Regions from separate parts of the Rattus norvegicus genome. Here region 2 is linked to region 1. A link is a contact called in public Hi-C data. All regions are on one chromosome and are shown on one strand. The core of a region is the stretch at or near the end of the contact, and the rest is flanking DNA. Distances in the headings are between cores, read along the strand shown. Region 1 overlaps Itgb5 (integrin subunit beta 5). Region 2 holds the start of Itgb5 (integrin subunit beta 5).

Region 1 (4,782 bases), core at 896-3,395:
GTACTGATGTGTCAAGGTTAGTTCTTAAGAATGCAAGCTCCTGGGGTGTAGGTCAACTCAGCGGGGCTGGTGATTAATGGATGGGGGTCCTTAGAGGGCCACCTAAGAACTTAGAGTGGGAATCTCACCAGACTCAAGGCTTCAGGCTTTCATTTGAGGATGGCTTCTCTTTCAGGACATCCTTGTTTTACCTACTGCCAAGTCTCCTGTTTCTTAGTCACAAAACCACCTCTGTTTGGAAACGACCACAAGGCCCCGCTTGCCTCTCCCTCACCTTCACAAGAAGCTGCCATTATTACAGGAAGTGAGATCTACTAAGTCCAACTGTTCCAGTGCTGCCTTGGCCATAAGAGCCTCCACTGTTGTCCCCTGAAGTACCCACTGACAGCTGAACTGCTTTCCTGTTTTCCTAGAGACCCAGAGCCTTTGGTCACCATTCCCTAACACATCCCTTATCTTTTCTAACTTGTGACACCCAGAAAAGAAGCCTACTGCCAAGGAGTGGCCAGGGTCTTAAGTTTGACACACACGTCCTACTAGTGTGGGCCAGCTATTGTTTCTTAGTCCCCAAACTATTCCTCTCAATTCCACAACCATCAATCTCCGAAGCTCTCTGACCTCTCCCTCCCTGGCCACAAAGGGCGGCGATTTTCACTCCCTAGCGAATTCATCTCACTCATCACCTTCTTCTAGCCTTATTCTCCAGGGTTCCCACCTAGGAGAGACTCCACTGTCCCTCTGGGTCTCAGCTCTAATAGCCTACTCCTCTTCTTTGCCAGACCGTTCTTCCTTGGCTACAGGGAAGATCCACTTGTATAAGCACTCCATCTACTGGGACTGCAGCCTGGTGAGCAGAACACCAGCTCATAAGCATTCACCGGACAGTAGATCTCAGCACAGTCGCCAGCAAGTTGGGACATCCCCGTGTTAAGCACTGGGTGGCACACCTGGCTGCCAAAACTCAGACTCGAGGGAGATTACAGTTCAGTCAAGAGGAAGAAGGGAAGAGTACAAGCCTTCAGGGGCCTCTTTGGAGCATCACACAGGTGTTGTTTGAAAGTGTGCTCCCTCTGTCTCACAAAATGGAGGAAGTGCAGGACTCTCCCAAACACAAGCACATCCCAGTAAAAAAGAATCGAGGCCACCAGTAAGGACGGGGCTCTCTGTCACTCTCTGTCTGTCTCTGTCTGTGTCTCTGTCTCTCTCTCTCTCTCTGTCTGTCTCTGTCTGTGCCTCTGTGTCTCTGTCTCTCTCTCTCTGTCTGTCTCTGTCTGTGTCTCTGTGTCTCTGTCTCTCTCTCTCTCTCTGTCTGTCTCTGTCTGTCTCTTGACTCTGTCTCTGTCTCTGACTCTCTTTCTCTCTCCCTCCCCCCTCCCCCCCTCTTCCTCTCTCCCTCCTCCCAACCCTTCTCTCTTTCCTGGATTTCTATTCAGAAGACCCTGAGCTTAGTTTTACACTCATTATTACTATCTTAAACCTTTATACATATATTTTTTAAAGTTATGTGTAAGTCAGGCATGGGCTCACACCTTTAGTCCAAGCACTCAGGAGGCAGAAGCAGGTGACTCTCTGAGTTTGAGGCCAGCCTGGCCTACAAAGCAAGTTCCAGGACAGAGACACCTTGCCCTGAAAAACACTAAATTAATTAATTGAATTATGTGTATGTATGTGCTTCTGTGTGTGGGTGTGTAATATGTGAGGCAGGTTCTCTCAGAGTCCAGAAGATGGGCAGTTGTAAGCCACCCAACATAGGTGATAGCGACTGGACTTGGGTCCTCTACTTGGGTATGCACCCTTAACGGTAATCTATCTCTCTAGCCCCTTAAAATTCTTTAAAGAAAAAAATTCATTCATTTTATATATGCAAGTACACTGCAACTGTCTTCAGCCACACCAGAAGAGAGCATCTGATCCCATTACAGATGGTTGTGAGCCACCCTGTGGTTGCTGGGATTTGAACTCAGGACCTCTGGAAGAGCAGTCAGTGCTCTTAACCCATGAGCCATCACTCCAACCCGCCCCTTAAAATTCTTCATCTTCAGACCTCATATGTCATTGCACCGGTTTCACCCAGTCCAGAAAGTCCTGCTCTCATGATCTGCATGACCCTGGTGGACAGTGACACACCCGGCCTGGAGAAAGAGTGGCTCTGTGCCGATGTCCACATCCAGACAACAAACCCCACACAGCTCTAGCCAGAGAGGCCATGTGACTGTGTGTGGCCCGTGGACATTGCGACAATACTTGGACAGAGAGAGGACAAAGGGCCAGCGAGGAGAGGCTTGCCCGAGGACCTGCTACAATTTCCAGAGGGCTATGGCTACTGGATCCCAAAGATGGGCCAAAAGCAACTTTGGAGGTGTGAACACTGTCATTATTATGTTTTCGAATGTGCTAAAAACCATCCTGTTACAACTGATGCCAAGGAAAGTTTCCATTTAAAGTCTTTTTTTTTTTTTCTCTCATTTCCAGACATCAGATTCCCACACAAACAAATGAGAGCCGTACACAAGCGAGTTGTGGCGTAAACGATAATGACTCTGCCCCAAGCCTTGGACTACACTGTGCCTGACTGGGCCGTGGCACCATCAGTGATTTGGGTCCTGCTGCCTGCTGCTCACTGCCAGTGGGACCTGGGGCCAGTTTCTCAGGCTCCTCTTTGAGCCCCAGGTTTTGAGGCCACTGCGTTAACATGGAGAACTAGAGTTAACTGCAAAGCTGCTGGAAGAGACAGAAGCCAGGGGCTGGCTAGATGGCTCAGTGGGTAAAAGCACTTGCTGTCCAGCCTAAGGGCCTGAGTCCAAATGTGGGGTCCCATACAGTGGAACAGAACCTACTTTTGCAAGTTGTCATATGACCCCCACACTCAACACACATATAAAATAAATATAAAAAAGAAAAGAAAAGAAAAGAAATTAGTAGTAAAGCACCAAGTGGGCACACTGTAAGTTCCTACATATAGGTGGCTATGGCTCCCTGGGACAGGAAGGCTATGATCAATGGGAGGGTTCATCTGGGTGAGCTTGGGCAAGCCTACTACCATCCTAGAGTCCCTGGCTGCCCACCAGTGCACTATTCTGTCCCCACCCAATTTGCTGTGAACTCCATGACAATGACACAGAGGGAGGGACCGCTCTCTGGTGAAGCCTGCATCCCATCACCACGATGTCCCAATCCTTGCCATGTGAAATGCATGCGGTGGAAGGGTCGTGGGAGTTAGGTGCGGGCTACAGAACAGGAAGCCTTAGGCTCTGTGCTTTCATTTCGGTAATTCTGTATTAGATTCCCTAGTCTGTCACACAGGTAACAGTGTCTTCCTCGCAGGAAACTAAGAGGGGAACAGAGAAATGCTCACTGTCCAGTCTGCTTCCGGTCCATCATGGGGTAAAATGTATCCTCTCTGTATTCTGTGAAGGACCCCAAAGTAAGATCCTTGCAGTTTCCCTACATGTGTTTAAGGCAGCATGAACAGACTTTCAATCCATTCTGCCTCAAGGTGGCATTTTCAACAGGCCCGTTCTCTTGCTTTTTCCTAACCTATTCATAGCTTGTCACTCTCGCTTCTAAGAAGACTCTACCACAAGCAGTGTGGCCTGAAGAGAAGAGTGGTACCATTACCAAACATTCCCAATGATCCTCTGCTAACACAGCCCCGGCCGGCACAGCCCCGGTGGGCACACCACATAAGATGCTTAAGCTTTTTATATCACATGTCTTTACTGGGGTGGAGTAAGGGGCCCAGTGGCATGGCACAACGCACAGATCAGAAGACAATTTGGAGAGTGGGTTTTCTCCTTCCACACCGTGAGTCCCAGGGAATGAACTGGTCCATCAGGCTTGGCAACAAGTGCTTTGACTCGCTGAGCCGTCTCACCCACCCTTAGCACTTGGTTTTTTTTTTTTTAGACAGAGTCTAACTATATAGCCCAGGTTAGCCCAGAACTCCCTGCGCACATGAGATTCTATTGTAAAAAACAACCAACCAAAAATACTATCAGAGCACACTCCCTCTCTCTTATTAATACTCTAAACTAAATATAACATACTAATTATAATTAACTAATTAATCATAACCTAGTTTTAAAAACTATTTTTAAATCTTAGCCTCCCTGATTTACAAGCTAGGCTGTTTGCTCCAGCTCTGTGACCTTTCTGTATTTGATAAACAGGCCTGCCCATGACATACAAACACAGGCCGACAATATACGTCCAAGTCTCTGTCAAGCCATCCCTTATAGGAAGCACATTCATAAATCTGCCTGCCCACTGAGCCCAGTGTCACCGCACCACACATCCCATGCAGATAAGATCTATAGAATTTGCTCACGTGTCCTTTTACTATTTATGGCTGCCGACCTCCTGCCATTCCCAGAACTTCCTGTTCGGCTTTGCCCTTACATTTGTTATTTACTTTGGGCACGGAGTGCACACGGCACTGCACATGTGTGGACGTCTGAGGACAGTTTGTGGGAGTCAGTTCTTTCCTTCCACTATGTGGGTTCCAGGGTCATCATCGGGCTTAGCAGCAAACCTACACCATCTCCCCATCCGCAGTATCTCTTTAAACTCCACGACTGCAGCAAGACTTCTGTTTTTGCTTAAATTATCTTGATTTATAAATCACTATAGGGGCTGGAAAGATGACTTAGTGGTTAAGAGCACTGACTGCTCTTCCGGAGGTCCTGAGTTCAATTCCCAGCAAACACATGGTGGCTCACAACCATCTATAATGGGATCTGATGCCCTCTTTTAGTATGTCTAAAGACAGTGACAATGTATTCA
Region 2 (4,782 bases), core at 693-3,192, 80 kb after region 1:
TAATGACCCAGCTATGGAGCTGACAACCGTTGACTGCTGGAAGGGATTTTCTCAAGGAGTGTAGCCATTCCTAAGCAGAGAAGGATCAAATTGAGGGCCACAGGAAGTTTTGTTTCCTCAACTCCCTCCTAGTTCCCAGGCGGAATGCATCTTTTTATATGGACACAGAGTGGGGCTGTAAAGAAGGGGAATGGATCTTGGAAGAATTGGGGGGAGGGGGAATAAATAAGATAAAAACAGGTTTCCGGGAAACTCAACTAATAAAGATAAAATTTTTGCGATGGGAAATGTTTGAGTTTTCATTCGAATCAAATGGCTAGAAACTAGAACCATCCCAAAGTTGAATCTCACAGGATGCTAACAGAAGAGGAGAAACTAAGGTAAGGTTGCTGAGTGTTTATTCTGACAAAAATTTAAATTTAAAAAACACCATCACCATCACACACACACACACACACACACACACACACACACACACACACACTCTCTTAAAAGAAAAAATTTCCACCAAACTCTAAAGAGTATAACTTCAAACTAAAACACTCTCCTGAAGAAGTGAGGTAGGCTGACAAGGATATATTCCAGAGGGTGGTGATTCAAACTACATCTCTTTGCGTTTCCCTGGGGACCTTTTGGAACAGGAAAGATGGACACTGGTTGCCAGACTGGGGGTGGGGGGTCCCAGTGATCTACTTATTTTTCCATAAGAGCAGCCTTGCTACACTATTAAGTTTGGACTGGGACGACATTTTTGTTTCCTCAACTCGCTCCTAGCTCTCAGACGGAAACCTCGACCTCCTTCATGTAAACAAGACGCGGTAGGGGAACAGAGGTCTCCCCAAAAGCAGCCAGGCAACCGCTGGGCTCAGAAAGGCAAACAAATACTCCAGGCTTGAAAGTGAATGACGCACCCTTAATCAATACACAATTACTTCCGACGGGAAGGAGAACGTTCCGAAACTCCTGCTTTGAGTGGGTAGGTATAGAGAGGTAGGACAAGCTCCTGACCCTAGCAGCTACAGCGCCAACTATCAAGCTTCCTGTAGGGACTGTTGTTTGTTTGTTTGTTTGTTTGTTTGTTTGTTTGTTTGAGACAGGGTTTCACTGTATACCCTTAGCTGTCGGACCTTGCTCTGTAGAACAGGCTGGTCTCGATCCGCCTGCCTCTGCCCCTCCCCCCGAAAGCTGGGGTTAAAGGCGTGCGCCACCACCGCACGGCTCTAGAGACTTAACTGCCCTTCCCAAGTCTGAAAACTTAACGCAGGTAGCTGGGGGCTCCAGCATCACCGCCAGGGTGCATCCGGCTAAGGCAGCGCCAGCAGCCCCTCCGCAGTCTGGACGCGGTGTTTGTGAGTCACCGTACAGGAACAGGATCAGATGGTGGTGTCCCAGGTGGGGCCGTGACTTCGGACTTACGGAGAGTGGCGACAACTTTCAGTTTAGAGCAAACTTAGAGAAAGTTGCATTATCCACAGACCTCCGGGATGACCCGGCCGCCGTACTTTAGCCCCCACATCACTCTCCGCGGGCCACAAGGGCTGCTTTGTGCAGGCGAGCGCAGTGCTGGGGCCCCAGCACCGGGCGGGGAGACTTTCCCTCCCAAGTCCCCAGCGCCCTCGGGCTCGGCCACCAGACGCACGCTGTTTACACAGGAAGGGAAGGCTCCTCCTCAGCCCGGGAGGGAACCGGCCAGTGCACGCAGATCCGAAGCCCGCGCCCCGCCGACCCATCTGGGAGCGCCCAGGGGTGCACTGCACCCTCGGTTCCCGCAAGCGGCCGCGGGAGAGCAAAAGTTACGGAGCGCGCTGCGGGGCGGCGCGGCTTACCTGCGAGGCGCGGCACGAGCGCGCAGAGCCCGAGCAGACAGGCGTAGAGGGTCGCGGGCACCCGCGGCATGGTGCGCGCCGCTCGGCGGGGGCGCGCGGCGGGGACGGAGCGGGGCCGAGGCCGGGGACCGCAGCGGCATGCCGGGCGCTGCGCTCGGGATCACGGCGCCCGCGGCCGGGCTGGCCCGCGCCCCGCCGCCACCATCGTCCTCGCTGGCCGGCTGGGACACCCGGAGTAGTCACCGTTTACGACGTACCCTCGCCGAGTCCCCGCGCGTCTGCTCTCGGCGCCCCTTCCCTTCTCCCTCTGCTGCCGGCCCCCAACTCTTCTCTGCTTTCTCCTCCCCTCTCTCCCGCAGGCCGCCACTCGGTCAGTTTACGGCTAGGCGGGACGGGGCGGGGCGAGCTCCGGGCCGGACCAGCTCCGCCCTGCGCCGGGACCCGCCAGCACGCCTAGGTCCTGGGCTGCCCAGGTGGCTGTCACAGCTGACGCACTTGTGGGGATCGCGGGTTCGAAACTTCTAGTTAGGGTCTCCTCCCGGATCTTGGCCTCTACGGGAGGGGGCGGGACACGCTCCTTTAGGGCTACAGAGATTACTTGGACCAAAGCAATCTCAGTTATGACTTCAGGATCGAGGGAAGATACGGCTTGGATCTGCCAGGCCATTTCGTCACGCCACAAGCGCATGCCAGCCCAGGCCTCGCCTGAGAGGGACAGAGGCGCCGGCATATTCAATCTCAAGACGCCACGCTTGGGATGGGCAAGGGAGGACACTAGAAGCTCAGGTGAAGCCCAGGGCACCCTGCTGAGCAGGCACTGTGCTAAGTGCTGTCTGTCCTTGTCCTCACCCCTCGAGTACTCCTAACATCCCTACCTTTGTTTAGGTGAGGAAACTGAGCCACTGAGGTTTAATACGCTGGAGGAAGGGACTGCTAGGATGTTTTTCAGAAATTAGGAATGCAGGTCAGGAACCAGTTGGAAGGTCAGGACTTGGAGGTGTGGGTGCAAAACCTACCTAAGGCATTTGGATCTTACAAGCTTTGTTGTGCCCACCTTCCAAACTCTGACTCGGTGGCACTGGCAGAAGTGTAGTGTAGTGCATAGGGGAAAGTGAACCAATACAGAGTAAACTTAAAAATTCATTCTTAAACCATATGCAACTACCATACTCTGTCATCTTTGGCTTTGTTTTGATTTAAAAGTCACACTTGCTGCCAGCCATGGTCCAGTAGAATTCATGCTGCAGAAACAGCCCAGGTAGATCTTGGAATTACCTGCCCTTGGGGGCATTGGCCTTGGGGCTATTCCTATCCCAGCTTAGAGGTGGCGGTCCTACGCTATGGGAGCTGATCAAAGAGTTTGAACTGGAAGGTTGAATAGTGAGAAGTGTTGGTTAGTCTGGCAGGGATGTGTAGGAAGGATCAGCTAGCAGGAGAGTTGAGTCCTGAAAGCTGGCGGAATGCTGCTTTAAGTACAATATTAGCCTCCCTGTGCCGCACAGTCTTCGAGTTCAGGGCCCGTAATATCCCATCTTCTCTGCCCCCAAAATGAGCACTTCATAGCTGCAGAAACATCCCCCTTTGTCCCACGCCTGGCACAGACCGCCATTTGTCTAAATCGCACCTGGAAAGAGCTGTGATTCAACTTGCCCTAATTCTCCCCAGCCGCCTCCTGTCTTTTCTGGTGGTTCTCTGGTCCCCAGCCCCCTCCTGTCTGACATAGCTGGTGGTTCTCTGGGTCCCCAGCCTGCCCAGACCTGCCATAAGCCATGAGCCCTGAGCAATCCAACCTTCATCAAAGCTGGTTTGAGGCACCTTTTCGAATTCAGAACTTCTGCCTTGTGGTTTGTACCCCCCTACACACACACACACACACACACACACACACACGAGTCCTTCATCTGAGTGCTCACAGATAAATAAAGTGTCAGATACACACGATGATCTATTTGATCCTAAAATGGAGTGGACCTGGGCATGGTGGCTCACCTTTATTCCCAGCAAAAACAGGCATATTTATAAATTTGAGGCTGGGGGTGGGGGTGGGGTGTCTACATAGTAAATTCCAGAACAGACAGAGCTATGCAGAGACCCTGTCTCAAAATTAAGAGAAAACAAAACAAAAGGAATCCTGACACTTATTACAAAATCTAAAACACCCTGCTGACATGAAATAGACCCAAAGGGAAAAATATTATATAATTCTATGCGGGTGGGGGGGGGGAGTCATCTAGCCCAAGCTGGCCTTGAACTCTCTGTAGCTGAACACAGTGACATTGAATTCTTGATTCTCTTGCCTGCATCTCCTGAGTGTTAAGATTACAGGAGTGTGCTGCCATGCCCAGACATTCTACTTGTGTAAAGTGACTAGAACCAACAAAGCGATAGAAAAGAGTAAATCAGATGTTACCACAGGCTTGTGGGAAGAGAGAATGAGAGTTTATTCGTGAGCATAGAGTTTCAAGTTGGGATAGTGGGAAAGTTCCAGAAACAGATAGTAATATTGGCACAGAATGGTCCACTTAAAATGGCTAAAATGATCAATTTTACATTATGTGTCTTTTACCATTAAAAGAATAATTAGGGGTTCAGTGGTGAAAATAAATGGCCTCTCTTCTGGAGGATCAGGGTTCAACTCCCAGCACCCGCATGACAGCCCATGCCTGTCTGAGGTTCTGACAACCCCTTTTGAACTCTACAGACATTTGCACGCACACCGCCCAGGGACATACATGAAGACAAATACCCACGCACTAGAATAAAAATAAACTAAGTGTCTCTCTCTCTCTCTCTCTCTCTCTCTCTCTCTCTCTCTCTCTCTAAAGGTTCTTTTGGAGAGGATGGCTATGAGACATGCTATGTATGGTGCTCATGGATATGACCCAGCACTCAGGGAGCTAAGGCAGCCTGATCTCTGAGGCCAGCCTGGTCAACAGAGTGAGTTCCGGGACAGCCA

What was found. Hi-C and Micro-C count contacts between places; a contact is called where the count stands out from the background.
Region 2: a Hi-C map of hepatocytes shows a contact between it and region 1, with 1.7 times the contacts expected there. The contact joins the promoter of Itgb5 here to the enhancer-like site in region 1. A contact is called at or near these places in 2 of 12 Hi-C or Micro-C datasets (hepatocytes and liver).

What each region holds. Positions count from the first base shown.
Region 1 is chr11:80,366,741-80,371,522 of GRCr8, forward strand. The region is part of intron 9 of Itgb5 (integrin subunit beta 5); the gene reads right to left. Among named protein-coding and RNA genes, the nearest start is that of Umps, 58 kb to the left of the region's middle. Within about 2 kb of position 2,146, at least 46 of the 93 cell types and tissues checked have an H3K27ac peak or open chromatin away from gene starts, as enhancers often do. A contact at or near this core is called in hepatocytes and liver, where this site is marked.
Region 2 is chr11:80,447,431-80,452,212 of GRCr8, forward strand. It overlaps Itgb5 (integrin subunit beta 5), which reads right to left and starts at 1,943. Exons shown (of 15, transcript NM_147139.2): 1 at 1,827-1,943. The coding sequence starts at 1,896.